Linked DNA regions of Sus scrofa: region 1 is linked to region 2. The links are chromatin contacts, called in public Hi-C maps. All regions are on one chromosome and are shown on one strand. Each heading gives the region's core, a stretch centred on a gene start, on an enhancer-like site or on the middle of the called end of the contact. The rest is flanking DNA. Distances are from core to core; before and after follow the strand shown.

Region 1 (4,410 bases), core at 634-3,133, 260 kb after region 2:
ACTTGTCTTTAAATATATTAATGGCGCTATAAATAGGCTATCACCTGTTCCTCCTTTTCCATTTGGAAGAGAAGCAGCCCAAACAGGTTTGAATTACAGATTCAACAGAATCACAAGCACACTGTCCTGGCAGAACAGACTTCCCGAGGAAAAGGAACCTGTCTTCTTCCCTGCACGAATGAAGAGAAACGGAAAGGAATGCTTCCAGAAACCCTACTTGCCAATAAGACTGAGCCTAAGTCTTTCTTCAAGTCCTCTTTGGCCCCAAAAGTGGTGACAAGAGACAAAGATGCCATTCCACGGAGCATTCTGGGCTGGTCATAAGGCTGTGAGGGCTGCCCGGAACTGACACCCGGAATACAGACTCAATCTGCTCTCGGTTTTGTATAGGACACGGACCAGATGTGATTGGCGGCATCTTGATCTTCTGCTTTCTAATGTTTATTCTTATCTCACTGAATTCCATCAGAAGGCAGCACCTCTTGACTAGTGTGCGGGAAAGGAAAACTTCATTTTTTAAAGAACCCATGATGATAACAAGTTTTCCCATGCATAATATTTGCACACCATCTGGCTCAGGATATCAGGAATAAACTGCCAAATACCAAGGACAGCTATTTTGCACACGTGGTGAAATAAAAGCAAACACCCACGCTTTTGCTGAGTGCATGTTTATAAGCTAAGCTAAAAAAAAAAAAAAAAAAAAAAAAGCCATTGGGTGCAGACAACCCCAGATCAAACCAGCGACCAAAAATATCTCACTGGATAATCAATGGCTGGCACCCAATCTGCACATACATATCATAGGCGGTGCAAAAGTTTGAACCACACCAACAGAAAGATCAGTAACAGGAAGTTTACTGCCATCTACAGATTTCCCCTCTCTGCTCAAGGGAGTGAGCCAAGGATTTCTGCTGGAAAAATATAAATTGGCCAAACTGACATCAGCCGTGGAGTTGCATTATGCTCCCAGTGAGGAAATCCAGTTTGATAACCTGTACAGAACAGCGACCACCATCAACAGCCACGGTCCACCGATGCTTCTTACTTAGACACTCAGAGGATGCAGACTCACAAGTCAACACCCCCGTTCTCTCTGTCCATGGGGCTAAATGAATACAGATTTAAAGGCAGAGATGTACAATAACATACCAGCCTTCCGTTTCCTCGCCCTTAACCACTTTCCCAAGGCAGGTTTTTTTACCGAGTTAAAGAACCGTCCGACCCAAACTAAAATGCCAGCTCAGGGGCCGTGCAGCGAGCGGCCTCGCGGAGCCGCGCGATGCTGATTCGGATGGAGACCGACTTGAGCGGATGTGGCCGGCAGCGGCGCCGGGGGAAAAGCGCGGAGACTTTGCCCGCGGGTGCGCAGAGCTGGAAAACGCACGCCCTGCCGGTCCACCTGGTGCACGCCGGGCAACTTTATTTTGGGCAGAACCTTCCACGGAAACTTTTCTCCTGCCCGCAGTCCTCGCCCGAGCCAGGCCGGCCGCCGGCGGGCCGGAGGGGCGAGAGCCGCGGGCCGCGGGCCGGCCCCGGGCGGGCGGGACGCGGCTGGCGGGGAGGTCCCTCTCCCTCTCCTCTCGGGGCCCCGGAGCGCGCGGCGCAGGTCCCGCGGGGAGGCCACTCACCAGCCGGAGCGCGAAGAAGACGGCGAGCAGGGCGACGCAGGCGCCCATGACGATGAGCAGCAGGAAGACGATGAGCGGGTGCTGCTGGCTCATGCAGTAGTAGGACTCGTACAGCCAGTCCCGGGACCTCTGCAGCCCGTCGCCGCCGCCGCCGCCCGCCGCCGCCGCCGCCGCCGCCTCGGCGCGGTCCCGCAGGTAGCGGCGGCGCCGCATCGCCTCCTGCCACATCGGGGCGGCTCGCGGGGCGCCCGCCGAGCGCGCCCGGCCGGGGCTGCGCCGCCCGCTCGCCCGCCGCCACCACCGGCGTCCCACCCCCGCGCCGCCTCGGCCGGCCCGGCTGCCCGCACTCCGAGCTGCGCGCTGGGGCCTCCGGCGCGGGCGGAGCTCCGCGCCCCGGGCTGGGCGCGCTGACGCGCGGGCGGGGGCCGGGCGGTGGCCTCGGGGGCAGCTCCCGGCGGCGCCGCTGCCGCCACCGCGCGGGAGGGGGCGGGTGCGACAGGGGGCGCTCGGGCCGCCTCTGCCCCCACCCCGCGCGGCGCAGCCGGGCCTCCACCCGCCGCCGCCCCTCGACGGCCCGGCCGCGCGCGCTGATGGAGGCGGGGGCGGGCGGACCGCGCGGAGTGCGGCGCCGGGGGGCGTGGGCCGCGCCCCAGCCGAGGACGTCCCCCTGTGTGGCCCGCCCACACTCCGCCACAGCGCCGTCCACCTCCTGGCCACTCGCCCAGCCTGGGGTGGGGAGGGGGCTCCCACCGTCCTCTGCGCGGTCCTGGAGCACCGCCTGGGGGTTCCCACTCGCTGCCCTCCCCACCTCGCTCGGAAGACTGCGGGGGCTCCTAACTCCTCTCCGGCAGCTCCAAAGTGCAGCGGGGAGGGGCACTCCGACCGCCCCGGATCCCCGGCCTCGGAGTGGGCTGCGGGGGTGGGGGGGGCGCTCCCACACTGCTCCCCACTTTCGCAGAGCGCAGCTGGGGAGGACCCCTCCCATCCTTTGGCAGCCCTGCTCAGAGGACAGCGGGGACCTCCTCCTTTTCACTGTCTGGGCGCTGGGATTCTCCTCCGCTCCGCACCCCCTTCGTGGGTAGTCCTTCCCACCCTCTTCTTCATCTCGGCCCGGCGGGTTGGGGGGCTCCCACGCGCCCGCCCCCTCGCCCCCGCCACAATCTCAGGGGCAGGGAGCTTCTCTAGGGAGGTCGGAAAGGCACTGAGATGCGAGGAGACCCCTTGGCAGAGAACAGCCCCAAATGCGCCATGGAGCAGAGAGGCGGGTGTGATTGAACGCTGCACCCCGCCACGTCCTCGGGGAGGCAGCCTCCCGCGCCCTGCGGTTTCAGCTTAAGTCACACTTTGGAGGTACCCGAGGGGGCAAGGTTTTCCGTGTTGGAGTTTAGGAGGAGCCCTCCAGCTGGTCCAGGGTCCCCGCTGAACCCCTGCTCTGGCGCGGTCGGCGGCGAGGATGCGACAGGAGAGAGTGGCTGGGCGCCGCGCGGGACGCGGGGCGGGGGGGCGGAGGGGCGGCTCTGAGCTTCGCTCCCTCCGTGTGGCCTTAGGGGACTGGGCGCGGGGGGCGCCAGAGACCAGGCTGGACGGTGGGAGCGGACGGCTGCTAGGGCAGTGTAGCCCCCCCCCCCAAAAAAAAACCCTGGTTAGGGGAAAGCGCATTGGCACTCCAAAGGAGCTCTCTGTTCTGGAGCTTTCCTCCTGCACCCAAGACCCGCAAATCCCACCTCCTCCCAAAGCCGAAGGAATCCAAGGACCCCAACCTGCCCTGTGGGGCACCAGCAAACAGCCCAGGGGCTTATGCCTATGAGCTCGTCGCCTGGGTCTAGCGCTGGGTGCTCTGGGCCCCGGCACCGCCTAACACTGGGGAACCTTCCTGAACAGGCCCCCCGCCCCCTCTGGCCGGTCCTCTCCTCCTTCCTGGCAGGGGCACGTGACCTGGGTAGCTGCATGCCCAGTGACCCCAGGACCTAAGCCACGAAGAGAGAGGGGACCCAAAGGCTTCTAGGGGCTTTATTTTTAGCCGCAGGGCATACGTGCTCTGCAGGGGGGGGGTGCGGGGGGGGGGGTGTAGGCCAGAGAAAGGCCCAGCTCTACCACCTGCTGCCTGAGATCTCGGCTGGGGATGGGGAGGGGGTGTCCAGGACCCGGGATCCTCCTGCCCTGGACCAGGAAAGGAGGGGAAAGAGGAGGAGGCAACGGACAGAGGTCCCCTACCCTGAATGTCCCCTGGCGTCTCCACAGGCTCCGGCTCTAGCGGGAGATGGAACTCTCTGTCGGGCTCTTGGTCTGCCGCTCCCACCCCACCTTGCCTGCCCACCTCGCTAACTCGCACACCTGGCTGTAGACATAACCCGCATGTAACCGGGTAATTGCAATCTGAGCCTTTCCCATGAATCCAGACTCACTCGCCCACAGGGCTCGGTTCTTTCTTTTGGACCAGGGGGACTTGGGGTTTGGGTGGTTCTGAGATCAAAAGCTGCAAGACAAGGACTGAGGAATCGGTTTACCAACGGGCAGCGGCGGATTACTCCCAAGGAAGCCGGGCTGGGTGGGAAGTTGCACCTTCTGCCCTGAGGCTCCGCCTGTCTGGATTCGGCAGAGTTGTGCATTTCCAGAATTTCCTGTCGGAGGAACAGCATCTCTTCCAATTCTTGACGCTTTTTCACCCTTTTGTGTTGGTAAAAGGCTTCCTTCACCCACTCAAGAAGGAAGAAAAAGTAAATAATCTATAATTAAGGTTAATGGTTTAAAAAGAAAAAACTGAAATACTTGTGAGGGG
Region 2 (4,629 bases), core at 585-3,084:
CCCCGATACTGAGTCCTAGGCAGCGATGTCTAAGGAAAGAATCCAAGAGCATGCTGTTTCCCTGGGCTCCTGGGTCCACGCTGACTGGAGTTGACGCCTGCTTTGGATTAGGGATGCAGTTCAGTTATCTTCTGCTGCAAAACAAATCATCCCAAGACTGGTGGTTTGGATCAGTGATGTCTTTCTCCCCTACCCTGATCCCATTCCATGAGGCTGTGGATCAGCCGAAGGTTCCTTTGCTGGTTTTGCTGCAGGCCGGTCACGTGACTGTGTTTGGCTGGAAGGCTGGCTCGGATGGAAGGTCCAACGTGGGCCTTTCGTTGGTTTGGCAGTTGCTGCTGGCCGGCCTCTGGGTCTTGGTTCTCCCTGTGGCCACTCATCCTCCGTTAGGCTGGACTGGTTTCCTGACGGTGATATCAGGTCAGCAGTTCCAGAAATCAAGAGGGGATCTCGGGGCCCCCTAAGGCCTTAGCACAGAATTCATAGAGCATCAGTTTCCTATATTCTGTTGGTCAAAGCAAAAAACATGCCTGTCCCAATTCAAGGGATGGGGAAAAGTCGTGGTGTGTTCTATCAGACACAGACTGGGAGCCAGAGGCTTCCAAAATCCATGGTCCCAGGCCTGGTGGACTCAAGGGTTAAATCATTTCTAGGGGCTCTGGAGGCCCTGGGCCTCTCTGTGAGGACTCCGGGACCCAGGTCAAGTCGGGTCTCACCTACGCTGGACCCAAGTTGACTTTCTGTGAATTCACCTTGGGTCCAGCCTTGCCCACAACTATCTCTCGTCTCAGTCTTATTCCGAACACTTGCTCCAGGCTGGGCAGACACTCCAGAGGATAAGAAGGCAGACCAGCTCTGGGTGAGAATTGAGGAAAAGGCTACTTAATTCTGCCTACAGTGTTCCCATTTTGGCTTCCACCTCAAATGAACACTCGGGAAATAATTCTTAGAAATGCCTTTAAGCAAACAAGATAGACAATGGAAATTAAGCAGCTGTCTAGAAATGCAATGAGTCACTTTCAATTTATTTTAAGATTGTTTTAGACATAAATTCATATGAATTAGCTCAGTAAAAGAGGGTTTTAAAAAACTCATGTTGGTTTTTTGTCATGAAATAAAAATTTTAAAAATTGAATAGGATTAAAGAGATTTCTTAAATAAACAGTCTTGAAAGGAAAAGGAAAAAGTAATGAAATGGCATTTGGATGTGGTTCATAATTTTTTCTTAAGTGATCCATTGAAATATCTGGGAATGTTCTGTTCTGTTGAGTGATTTTTACTCAACTTCTTTTCTGGTAGCTGATAAAAGCATACCAGACCACACTACCCAAAGCAAGATGTTCTTTGCATGTAAAATATGCAATTATGATAGCGCAGAGGCATCCAAAGCATCCAATTCACTTGATGGACCTCAGACTCTTATTCAACTTGGATTCAAAATCATGAAACTCACATACAATAAAATGTGTGACCCTCAGTCATTTGTAGCCCAATACTGCAAGCTTACAGAATAAAAAAAAAAATCACACTTTAAAGTGCCAAAACATTTACAAAGTGAAACAGAATTATCTCTTCCCTTTCCAAATAATTATTTTTTAAAAAATCATGACAACAGACACTTGCATTTGCAAGTGTTCTACCACAGCTGTATGCTTCTATCAGTGCAAGCGGGCAGCCGCCAGCTATTCTCTGCTTCCAACAGCAACACACGATCAACAGCGGTAGTGATGACATCACTGACCTGGTGAGCTCACCGATCCCATCCACTCCGGTTACAAAAACTGGCCTAAACATTTCCACCGCGCTTATCATCTGATCCGGGCGTGCCTACTGGTCTTTTTACCGTATCGTTCATAACATTCCAGAGTGACGTCTGCTCATTTCTCCCTGTAAGCTCTGTCCTGCTGTACTTGGTGTTTTGTTTCTTTCTTCTTTCTCCTTTAAGATTAGCTCTTGCCCCTAATCTTTTATTTTTAACTTGTTTTTTAGAGTATAGTTGATTTAATAGTCAATTTCTGCCGTATAGCACAGTGACCCAGTCACACCCACACACACACACACACACCCACACACACACACTCTTTTTTTCATTCCATCATGTTCTACCCAAGAGGCTGGACACAGTGGCCTGTGGTGTACAGTAAGGACCCCATTGCCCCTCATCTTAAAGGGGATGAGAAGAGTCAGCTACACGGAGGCTGCTGTGGGGTTAACGGGATTAATGCTCAGAGAGGGCTGAGATCATGCGTGCTACGCAGGAGGTCTGTTAGCCTTGATGCTCAGAAACCTGCTTAGACTCGTTCCAGCCCACATGCGTGGATGTGTTCTCTGAATGAAGATTCACTTCATTGTCAACAATGCCCACTTACCACTCAGTTATTCTCTCTTTTCACTTACATTGGCTCCTCCGTTATGGTGTAAACTGTGCAGAGAGAATGCATTTTATTTGCTTGTCCTTTGCAATTCCAGATTTTTATACTAATTAAATGATCAGTAATTGTGACTCTGTTTGTTGATGACTATAAGTAGATTCATAAACTAGGTGGCCACATTCAGTTGCCATGTGAAAACTATAGGGCACAACCTCCCTCCCATGGTACGGAACGCAATAGGCCAACATTATAAAAAGCAACAAGGAAAATTCACCAATAACAGCAACAACACCAAAAAGGGCATGGCCCAGTATCTTAAACTTCTGGAACCAATGACCAAGAAGAGAAAGAGAAGGTACCAGGGCTGAGTGTGATGTGGCGTGTGCTTAGCTCTTAACCCCTGGCCACCTGTCTAAGCGGTCTCACTGAGCAGACAAAACCCAGAAAATTCTTCCTAATGCCTGTAAACCCTCAGAGAGAAGCAAATTAAAGGCATTATCAGTTTCCCAGCTGAGGGAGGATGGAGATCCTTGCATAGTAGAAACGGGGTGGCTCAATAGCTACTTTAAAGGGTGGTCCTGCAAGATCCCAAATAAATAAGTAAATAAAACCCTACGGGGAGGAAGAAGGCAAGAGCAGAAGGGGTCTCAGTCTACCCCAGTGTCTGCACCTGCGGACAATTCCGTACCTCCCTAGGGAGCACCTGGCAGTGCCTGGGGACACTGTTGGCTGTCACATCTGGAGGATGCTACTGGCACATAGTGGGTAGAGGGCAGGGGTGTGGCTCAAGATCCTACAGTGCACAGGTGGCCCCACAGCAGAGAAGGGTCCGGCTCCACACGTCAACAGCGTGGAGCCTGAGAACCCGTGCTCTAGGCAGCATCCCATTTCACCGCCTGTCACACACGTTGCCTGTGCTTAAAATGCAGCTTTGCTTAAGAAGGTGATGAAATAATTGGGTCAATAGAACCCTCTCACCATCCTTGTCCTCCGGGAAGCGCTGGAACTCAGGAGTCTTGGAGAATTGCTCCATGTCACTGTTGCGAGCATACTTTGTGCTGAGGAAAGCAAGGGACACGCTACCTGTGCATGGAGCGTGCCTGCCAAGGTGGCTGCATGACACTGTTCCTTCCTAGGGCTGCTAGGAGAAAGCGCCACGGAGTTCCTGCTGTGGTGCAGCGGAAATGAATCTAACTAGGACCCAAGAGGATGCAGGTTCGATCCCTGGTCTCCCTCAGTGGGTTGGGGACCTGGCATTGCCGTGAGCTGTGCTGCAGGTCCCACACATGGCTGGGATCCTGTTGTAGGCCAGCAGCTGTAGCTCCGATTCAATCCCTAGCCTGACAACTTCCATATGCTGTGGGCTCAGCCCTAAAAAAGTTAAAAAAAAGGTGGGGGGGGGAGTGGGGGCTTAAACTACAGAAATGGACTTCCTCACAGTTCTGGAGGCTGGAAGTCCAAGATCAGGGAGCTGGCAGGGCTGGTTTCTCCCGAGGTCTCTCTCGATTCAGCCCCTACCAGAGTCCTTCATCAGGACCACAGAGAAGGAGGTGGGCAGGATGCGGGGCCCCCACGGGGCTGCTGGGGTCGGTGAGCAGAAAGCCGCTGCCTGCTCTGACTTGCCCCCGCTGCCACTTCACTTCCAGAGCCTCACCAGCGACTTGTTTAAATGCTCTCGAGTCACTTTACATGTTCTCCAATCTCTCCTCTCGCTGTCCTGGTCCCCACACTGCCACCTTCTGTGGATGCCAGTCACCCAGCTGCACCTAAACTGCTAAGCAGCGGCAGCGCTCTGGGCCGCATCCGAGGCTGGCCGTTTGGCAAGGGGCTGTTTCCTCCCGGCAGAGGTGGGACAGGGCATCTTGCAGCCTCAAGGTCAAGGAGCAGAGTCCTAACAATGGGAGGGAACGGTGTCTGACACAGAGCCTCCCCCGCACAGCCCAGCACGGGGACTGGCATGCTTGCCATAAGGCCAGGAGACGAACAGCGCCAGCTTCGTGTGCCCATCACTTCTGTCCCCATGACCCAGTGCTGGTGCGGGAAAGTGGTGACAGACAAGAGAAAATGAATGAGTGTGTGGCGAGCCAACACCTCATGTATGGAAGCTGAAACCTTAATTTCATGTGATTTTCATGTGTCAGGGACGACGACTGTCTTTCTGATCTTTCAGAAAAGTCATCTAGCAGCATAGAACACTTTCTTAGCTCAAGAGGCCGTTACAGAAGCAGATGGTGGCTGGATCTGACCCCCGAGCTGT

What was found. Hi-C and Micro-C count contacts between places; a contact is called where the count stands out from the background.
Region 1: a contact with region 2 is called in a Hi-C map of skeletal muscle, with 5 times the contacts expected there. The contact joins the promoter of ADCY2 here to the enhancer-like site in region 2. A contact is called at or near these places in 4 of 47 Hi-C or Micro-C datasets (embryonic fibroblasts, psoas muscle and skeletal muscle) and 1 of 2 datasets of contacts at active chromatin or transcription factors (skeletal muscle).

The regions. Positions count from the first base shown.
Region 1 is chr16:74,728,116-74,732,525 of Sscrofa11.1, forward strand. ADCY2 (adenylate cyclase type 2) reads right to left here and starts at 1,884. Exons shown (of 28, transcript XM_021077007.1): 1 at 1,632-1,884. The coding sequence starts at 1,859.
Region 2 is chr16:74,464,702-74,469,330 of Sscrofa11.1, forward strand. All of the region lies in intron 4 of ADCY2 (adenylate cyclase type 2), which reads right to left. Among named protein-coding and RNA genes, the nearest start is that of C16H5orf49, 180 kb to the left of the region's middle. Within about 2 kb of position 1,835, at least 10 of the 83 cell types and tissues checked have an H3K27ac peak or open chromatin away from gene starts, as enhancers often do. A contact at or near this core is called in skeletal muscle, where this site is marked.